Regions from separate parts of the Rattus norvegicus genome. Here regions 2 and 3 are each linked to region 1. The links are chromatin contacts, called in public Hi-C and HiChIP or PLAC-seq maps. All regions are on one chromosome and are shown on one strand. The core of a region is the stretch at or near the end of the contact, and the rest is flanking DNA. Distances in the headings are between cores, read along the strand shown.

The links. A called contact is a pair of places that touch in the nucleus more often than the background predicts. HiChIP or PLAC-seq counts read pairs in DNA pulled down with a chosen protein or histone mark.
Region 2: a contact with region 1 is called in an H3K27ac HiChIP or PLAC-seq map of oligodendrocytes, with 2.1 times the contacts expected there. The contact joins two enhancer-like sites. A contact is called at or near these places in 1 of 12 Hi-C or Micro-C datasets (mammary epithelial cells) and 1 of 1 datasets of contacts at active chromatin or transcription factors (oligodendrocytes).
Region 3: a Hi-C map of Schwann cells shows a contact between it and region 1, with 4 times the contacts expected there. The contact joins two enhancer-like sites. A contact is called at or near these places in 5 of 12 Hi-C or Micro-C datasets (Schwann cells, frontal cortex, hepatocytes and 2 more) and 1 of 1 datasets of contacts at active chromatin or transcription factors (oligodendrocytes).

The regions. Positions count from the first base shown.
Region 1 is chr14:78,276,473-78,279,172 of GRCr8, forward strand. It overlaps LOC103693769 (a long non-coding RNA gene), which reads left to right. Exons shown (of 2, transcript XR_595849.4): 2 at 547-2,700. Among named protein-coding and RNA genes, the nearest start is that of Bloc1s4, 10 kb to the left of the region's middle. Within about 2 kb of position 1,264, at least 49 of the 93 cell types and tissues checked have an H3K27ac peak or open chromatin away from gene starts, as enhancers often do. A contact at or near this core is called in Schwann cells, where this site is marked.
Region 2 is chr14:78,404,571-78,407,270 of GRCr8, forward strand. The region is part of intron 2 of Tbc1d14 (TBC1 domain family, member 14); the gene reads left to right. Among named protein-coding and RNA genes, the nearest start is that of Tbc1d14, 8.6 kb to the left of the region's middle. Within about 2 kb of position 1,356, at least 5 of the 93 cell types and tissues checked have an H3K27ac peak or open chromatin away from gene starts, as enhancers often do.
Region 3 is chr14:78,448,765-78,451,464 of GRCr8, forward strand. All of the region lies in intron 4 of Tbc1d14 (TBC1 domain family, member 14), which reads left to right. Among named protein-coding and RNA genes, the nearest start is that of Tbc1d14, 53 kb to the left of the region's middle. Within about 2 kb of position 1,442, at least 16 of the 93 cell types and tissues checked have an H3K27ac peak or open chromatin away from gene starts, as enhancers often do. A contact at or near this core is called in Schwann cells, where this site is marked.

The DNA.
Region 1 (2,700 bases), core at 14-2,513:
GCATGCTACCTATGGCCACCAAGGGTCAGTGTGGTGTAGCGTTGCTCAGCAACGAGGTCTTAAGAGGTTCAGCTCCCTGGACCTCTGTTTCCTCCTCTGGAAACAATGAGGGAGAATCTATGAGTTCAAAGTCTCCTGAGGGCATGCTGAGCCCCACCCTGTGCTGGGCTAAGAGGTCCTTTCTCTCACTGTCCTCTTCCTGTATAGCTGAAACTGGGTCAGGTTTTTTTTGGTTTTTTTTTTTTTTTTTTTTTTTTTTTTTTTTTTGGTTCTTTTTTTCGGAGCTGGGGACCGAACCCAGGGCCTTGCGCTTCCTAGGTAAGCGCTCTACCACTGAGCTAAATCCCCAGCCCCCTGGGTCAGTTTTAATGACCAGCTACTGCTAGTCCCTCTTCACAGTCCGTGGAGATGCTAGAGGACTGTGCTCTCTGAGGAAGCCCCAACCAGCTCCTAGGAAGGGCAATAGGGAGAAGCTGGGGGAGGTGAGACCCCTGGTGGACATCCTGGTCATTGCAGTGAGGACTGATCAAAGCTCCGCTTTTCCAGCCCAGTAGACCTCCAACACAGAGGGAGGCTAGCCATCCCCTCTGAACGCTGGAATCTTCATACACAGCTCTTTGGCGGCGCGACCTTCAGTGATTGTCTCCGTAGCCAAAGTGATAAAGAACACAGCCATACTTCAGAGAGAGAAGCGGACCACGCACATCACAGTGTGGACCAGGCCTGCGCTCAAGCAGGTCTAGGTAGGCTCCGTGACTCATCTGTCACTTATCAGCTATGAAATTGACCACGTGACCGATGTTCTCCGATCAGCAGCAACTCTGTCAGAGGGTCTGCCAAAGCCCACCTCCGAGGCTCATGGAGGAGCTGCCCACTTCACGAGCTGTGCACAGAACCTCCCGGGCTGCTCTCAATACCCACTGGTTTTGTTTGTCTGTGTCCTGGAGTGGGAGGCAGCAGGGAGGAAGCTGGGAGCTGCGTCACCCAGCAGTCTACCTGTAAAGTTTGCATGCTACATGTGTGCGTGCCTGTGGTGCCACCCAGAGCCAGAGGCCTGTCAACGGCTGCAGATAGATGGCAGGTGTGCACACTCTCTGTTCATGCCAAGCTGCCTCCCCTTCATAAAGACCTGGTTCTTGTTGGCTACTCTCCTGCTCCTCCCCCCCATCTCCCTCCCCCCACCCCAGCCAAGCTCAGTGATCTATTCTAAGCAGGCTGCTGTCCCTGGGCACACTCAGGCCTTCTGTTTGTCCATAGCCAGCCTGTGAAACTCTCATAATGTAGCCTTGTTCTCCTTACCACACAGCAGCCCGCTGCTCAGAGCCTGCCTGGGGAGGAGGCCGTGCCAGCTGCACAGAGCTGGTTTCCAGGAAGACATAAGCACTGTGTGTGGCCAGAGATGGAGCCACCTCTCTGTTGGCAACCCCTTCAAATTAGGGTCAATTGGTTACAGGCAAAAGGCATTTTCAACAAGCAGAGAAAGCAGGCTTCTCACTGAGCTCCAATACACTAAAGGTTCAGGGCCTTTGCGAAGGACCGTCTGTCCCTTATGGGACAACCTCATCCTTCTTCAAGACTAAGCTGAAGTTGCCCTGTTTCCTGCTTAGTGGGCATTCACAGCTGAAGGCCTCTCACTCTGTCATCTTGCCCTGTTGGTTTTCCCTATGTGTATTTTCTGTTTTATCTCTAGGCTCTCCTATGTGTGCCCAACCTGAGCCCTGGGGCTGTTTGCATCCAGGAGAGCCACCATTGCAGTTTGACACATTTGTAAACCACAATATCAAATCACAGTATCAAAGGTAGGACATTTCTGCAAGAAGAAGGCCTCAAGAGAAGAAGAAGGACCTATAGAGGTCCACTTCCCCAGGGTCTAGTATAATACCAGGCTCAGAGAAAGCCATGGCCACAACTGGCCACCTGTCAGAAGTTAATCTGACCAAGACTAACCACTCAGTGACCAATTGCTTAACTGATGAGATCAGAGACAGGAACAGGAATGAGATCGAGTCCCCATGCAGCAGGAATCCTTGCCTATAATGGGTTTTTAACCATACAATCAGGTCAGAGGCAGGGCAGATTTCTGGAGCTGATGCCAATCCTAGGCCTGACACAACACTGTACCACGAGTGAGGTCTGAGCAACCACGTCAGGGTGGTGTGCAGGACCTCAGAATCCCTGTGCCTGCTACTCACTGGGCCTGGAACTCTGCCAGCCTGCATGCAAGGAGGCTGCCTCAACGGAAGTGCCTCCTGGGGTGGACAGCCCCATCTACATTCTCCACTACTCTCCCTCTCCCCTCTGTCCAGCTCTTGCCCTGCCCATCTCCATGGAGACAGTAATTCTACCTATTCTCATTACAAAGGGCTTGGGCTAGACCTGGCCTGTCCTGGCTTGCCCATCCTCTGTCCTTGGTATTCAGTAATAGCAGCTCAGGGTACCCACCTAGTGACCATTTCTTGTAGAGTAAACAAAGGACCTGCTACCTATAGAGGTTCATTCTTAGGCTGGTTCGGTCAGAACCTTAGGCACCAAGTACTTAGGCAATAAAGATAGAGTTTGTGGTTTTGTTAGTCTGTTTGGTGTTGGGGCTCAAACTCTGATCTTATGTGTGTCAGGAAAGGGCTCCTCTCTGGTACAGAGATAGCACTGAAGCCTCAAGCCTGCCACTGGTGGTGGCAGGGGTGGGGGCAGGGGAAGGAC
Region 2 (2,700 bases), core at 106-2,605, 130 kb after region 1:
CCTTTATGAGAGTTCCAGGGATGGAATTTAGGTTGCCAGGCATGCACAAGAAGTGCCTTTATCCACTGAACCCACTGGCCCTAATTTTAAATGTTTTGCGGGGCTGGAGAGATGGCTCAGCATTTATGAGCACTTGCTCTTCCAAAGGGTCCAGGTTCAATTCCTAACACCCACATGGCAGTCCACCTGTGTAACTGCAGTTCCAGGGGACCTGGTGCTCTCTTCTGACCTTAGCAGGCACCAGGTACTCTAGTACACAGACATACATGGAGGCAAAATACTCATACAGATATAATAATGTTCATTTCTATTCGCATCTACCATATGAAATAGTAAAAATTGTTAAGTGTTTGGTTTAAGTATTCCTGCAGGCCTTGTGTGGGGCTCTGATGTCACACCCGCCATACCTTGAGCAACTTGGAGCAAGTTGCTTTCTTTTTTTTTTTTTTTTCCCAGAGCTGAGGACCGAACCCAGGGCTTTGCGCTTCCTAGGTAAGCGCTCTACCACTGAGCTAAATCCCCAGCCCCGCAAGTTGCTTTCTTTACATTTCAGTGTCTGCGGTGTACTTAGCACACTTGTGACTGGGCTGTATGGCCCCTCACATGTACAGCACGTGGTGAGTGCTCAGAGTGGTCGCTTCTGTTCAGAATTAAGCACACCTTTGCTCCCAGAGCTCTGGAAGCAGAGGCAGGCAGATCTCTGTGAGTTTGAGGCCATCTTTGTCAGTTAGTGAGCTCCAGGCCAGCTAGGGCTACTTAGTGAAAGAGACTCTTTCTCTCAAACAAAGAAGTAAAGAATTATGTCGCCTTTGTGAAGTGGTCTGCATATCTTCCTGATCCATCGCTACTTCACACCTCCCTGTTTAGTCATTAAATGTCACTGAAACATTTGGGAGAGAAAGGAACACTCCATATATTCTGTCCTTAATTTAAAGGGTCTCCTGCTGGCCTTTAAATTGTAAGTTAAGTGTCTGTCTTTAGGGCCCCGAGGGAGTCTTTAGGATCTTCAATAGTTTGAAGTCTGGTATGCTGAAATATACGGGTGAAATAGTTCACCCAGAATGTGAGAGCTTCAGGTAAGTTGCCATTCGCCTTCCAGAGGGATGTATGAGTTTAGGTAATTGTCTTAGGACTGTTTTTGCCCTAAGAATAACCTAAGAAAGAACTTTTATAATTGACTTCCATTCTGTACAGTGACAGTACAAAGAGTGAGCAGTGGGCTGCCTCCTACTTTTGAGTGAGATCCAGGTTAGCCCAGCATGGCTGCTTTCTTAGCCCTGGCTCTTTGTCTGGAGCTGAGGTTTCTGGCTCTTATCTAAGTAGATGGGTGTGAAGGTTGAGCACCCAGCAGGCTCTGTGCTCTTGGCAGGTAGCCGCTCCTGTGAACTGGTGTAATGCTCTTGGACTATCCTGGTCCCTTTGACCTTCCTACTTAAAGAGACTTAAAGACTTAAAGAGCACTAAAAGAGAGACTCTCTCCCAGTTACTTCCTGTGACACTCTCTGCAGTACAGGGGAATTCACACAAGCGGAATGTACCTAAGGAATTCTGGTGTTAGATCTCATTGGTAGCCTGTCCTGAGCTAAAGTTTATCCTGAACACCCTGTGTTCTGGGCTGAGATGCAGCCTGGTGGAACTTTGCTTCAAGAAGCAGAAGACCTCATCAGAACCCTTACTGTTAAACATGGGGCACCCCAAGAGGCTTTCTCAAGGATGTTGTGGGTGTTAGATACAGAAGACTTGTGGGGCCTGTTCAGCTTAGAGAAGCCTGGTCTGCATTAACTGGTAGCTATACATGTGGAAGATATTACAAGTAATCCTGCTCCCCTGGTACTGACTGATGTATGTGCCCTCAGGCGTGGCTGAGTAGAAACAAGCTTTGGGTATTTTGCCCTTAAAATAAGGACCTGGAAATCAGGTAGAACTGGGCTGAGGGGAGACGTGGCAGCTAAGGTGAGTGTACTGTCCTGTCCTTTGATGGTGAGAGAAAACAGTAGTATTCCTTTACTGGTGGTGCCAGGAATGCCCTTTCCCCAGGAACATCAGAGAGGAGCTGCGTCAAGAAGGGATACTTGGGCCCATAACCTTTGGGGGTGGGGAAAGTCCCCAGGAATGGTCCTAGCTAGGGCAATTTGTCCTTCTGCAACCACCAGGGAGGGGATTTCACTTCCTAAGGACAAATCTAATCATTTGGTCTGTGTTTCAGAATGGTGTGATGTGTGATGTGTGTGTGTGTGTGTGTGTGTGTGTGTGTGTGTGTGTGTGTGAAGATTATGGCCATGGATTTGGGGAGGAGGAAATCAAGTGGTTGCGACTGGATTAGACTGTCTCACATAGCCCTGTCTACATTATTAGTAGAACTTGGCTCTCTTTGTTACTTGTCTTACACAAAGAACAGCCCTATGGGATGGATTTGGGCTGTTCCAAAACCTCAGGCAGTTTCCTCTTTGCTTCCTGCAGAACACATGAAACTTACGTGGTCTTGCTATGTGTTAAAAACAGCCTTCCTCATATGCCTGTTTCATATCTTGTGTGTTTGTCTCTGGTCCGGAAAGTGGTGACTAATCACCATTTACCCTGCATTTTGTCCCTCCCCTGGCAGTGTGCTCTTCCTCCCTAAATGGACTCAGTTAATGCTGAGTCTGCCCAGGTTAGAGTGCCTGCTGTAGGCACATTGTGTTGCTCTGATGTAGATGTCAG
Region 3 (2,700 bases), core at 192-2,691, 170 kb after region 1:
GATCCGAGGCCTTCTTCTTGTGTGTCTGAAGACAGCAACAATGTACTCACATACATAAAATAAATAAATCTTAAAAAAATAACTTGGGCCAGGTGATGGTGAAGTATGCCTTTAATTCCAGCACTTGAGAGACTGAAGCAGGCGGATCTCTGAGCTCGAGGCCAGCCTGGTTTATAGAGCAAATTCCAGGACAGCCAGGCCTACACAAAGAAACTCTGTCTTGATGGGGGGGGGGTGAGGTGAAGGAACTATGTGGGGGGGGGGGAGAGAGAACATTTGCTGCCAAGTCTAATTCCCCGCGTGCAGTCTATGAGACTCACACAGTGGAGGAGAGAACTGACTCCTGTGAGTTGTGTTTTGACCTTCGCACATAGGCATTGTTGGTACATGCTGTGCACCAGCACACAGTGCGCACTGTGCTGCATTAGGTGGTGTCCCAGGCACCAGGTGCGTGAGAGCGTGTGTGCTGATGCGGCTGCCGACTTTGTGGTAGAGCAGAGGGAAGGCGTGCACACCAGTCATGAGCTGGATTCCTTGCGCTTGTGTGGCCTTGGAGCAGTTGTCTTTTTTGGGTCTCCTCAGGTGTGGACTGGGCGTTAGAATACAGTATTGCTCTAACATAAGACATAGTTAGTGTATGTGGTATATTTTGCCCAGAGTTGGTCAAGGGATGCTGTTGTGATTTCCAGCTAATAAATAGGCTACGTTGTCATGAAAGTAACTCTCTGTGCTTTGCCCAGGTCACCTGACCTCATTCAATCTGAGTCACATTTCTTGGCTTTGCCTTAGAGACTTCAGTTTCTTTGGACGCATGTGGGGGTTTGGGGGGAAGAGAAGAGGGATGTTAAAATGTTACTCTTTTTTTTTCTCAAATTTCATAAAAACCTTGAAAATTGTCTTGCTTTTTCATCAGCTTACATGATGACTTTAGAGACACTTGTTTATGGGAATGAAAAATGACCCAGGATAGAGAATAAAACTAAAGCCGTGATTCTTGAAGTGAGATGAGGTATGTCTTTGTTACCTGTATGTAAGAAGCGCAAGTCTGCAGGCTTCGTTATCTCCAGCTCACTGAAGAATAAAACTAAAGCCGTGATTCTTGAAGTGAGATGAGGTATGTCTTTGTTACCTGTATGTAAGAAGCGCAAGTCTGCAGGCTTCGTTATCTCCAGCTCACTGAAGTAAACCTGGGTTTGGGGGACCCAGAGCCATGTTCTAGTAACTGGAGATAATACTAAGGATGATGGCTGTGCAGTGAGATCGTTGGCTGCTGGGAGGAAGGTGGTCATCCCTGTGGCCGGCTCCACGCAGGGCCAGGAGTTCACTCAGCAGCATGCGCTCTGTAGCTGGAGAGTGAAGTGCTGCCCTCAGCTCTCCGCCCACTGGGCCTGAGTGACAGGGCTGTGGCCACTCAGCAGGGGCGGTGATAGCACTTCAGAAGGACGGTCCTGTCCCTTGTCAATAGTGAATAAGCTGGGGTGTCTTGTTCTGTGCACCCTACTGCTGTCTGTTAAGGAATCAGCACGGTTCTCTGGGAGTGAGGCAGAGCAGAAAGCGGAAGCGCTCGCTGCTGGTTCTCGGTGAGGCAGCTGCTGGTTCCGGCAACCATAGGCTTCCAGGTCTGTTGTTAGCTTTGTTTTCCCAGGAACATCTCGGATGGTTTCACAGAATCAAGTCAGTTTTTAGATGTTAGAAAACCCCAGAAAGTGGTAAATCCAGGGCAGCTTAGAATGACATTCATTCTCCTGAACTCTGGTTTCTGAGAGGTCTGGGATACAAAAGATCACACATTACAGGAAGGATATGTTTGGTCAACAGAGGTAGCTGAAAATCTACAAAGTTTAAAACACTAAGAAATGAATGCAGCCTTCATTTCATCAACTCTACTTACTAAGTCTGAATTCTAACCCCTGGACATACATGTTGGAAGGAGAGAAGCAACTCCTACAAGTTGGCCTCTGACGTCTACTTGGGAGCTATGGTACGTGCCTGCACATGTGCACAGGCACGCGTGCACACACACACACACACACACACACACACACACACACACACACACACAATGTAAAGATTTTAGAAGAGAAGTATTTGGAACAGGCCCAGTTCTAGGTAAGCAGAGTGAGCATATGGCACCTCGTCGTGCCCAGGAAGAGTGTCTGTGGACCGAGTGCGCAGAGCGTCCGCTGGCTGGTGCGGGAGGGCATGTGGTAGTGGGGCTGCACAAGAAGACTGATTCACAGTGCTGCTGGACTGAAACTGAATTCATGGATTTTCCCCTTCTGACATTTTTAGCCTGAACAGAGGCAGACCAAACCCAAAGAGAGCAGCAATAGGGGGTTTGTGGGGAAAGAGTGGGTCCAATACTTAAGAGATAGGCAGGGGTTGGGGATTTAGCTCAGTGTAGAGCGCTTGCCTAGCAAGCACAAGGCCCTGGGTTCGGTCCCCAGCTCCGAAAAAAAAAAAAAAGAAAGAAAAAAAAAGAAAAAAAAAAAAAGAAAAAAAAGAAAAGAAAAAAAAAAAGAGATAGGCAGAAACTCTCCTTTGTGTTGTTTTCCCTCTGTTCTTAAAAAAATTGTTGTTATTTTCTGTGTATTTGTATGCATTTTATATGTATTTTGCCTGTCTGTATGTATGTGTATCACATCTGTGCCTGGTGCCCAAGGAGGTGTCCAAGATGTAATAGAACCTCTGAGGCTGGGG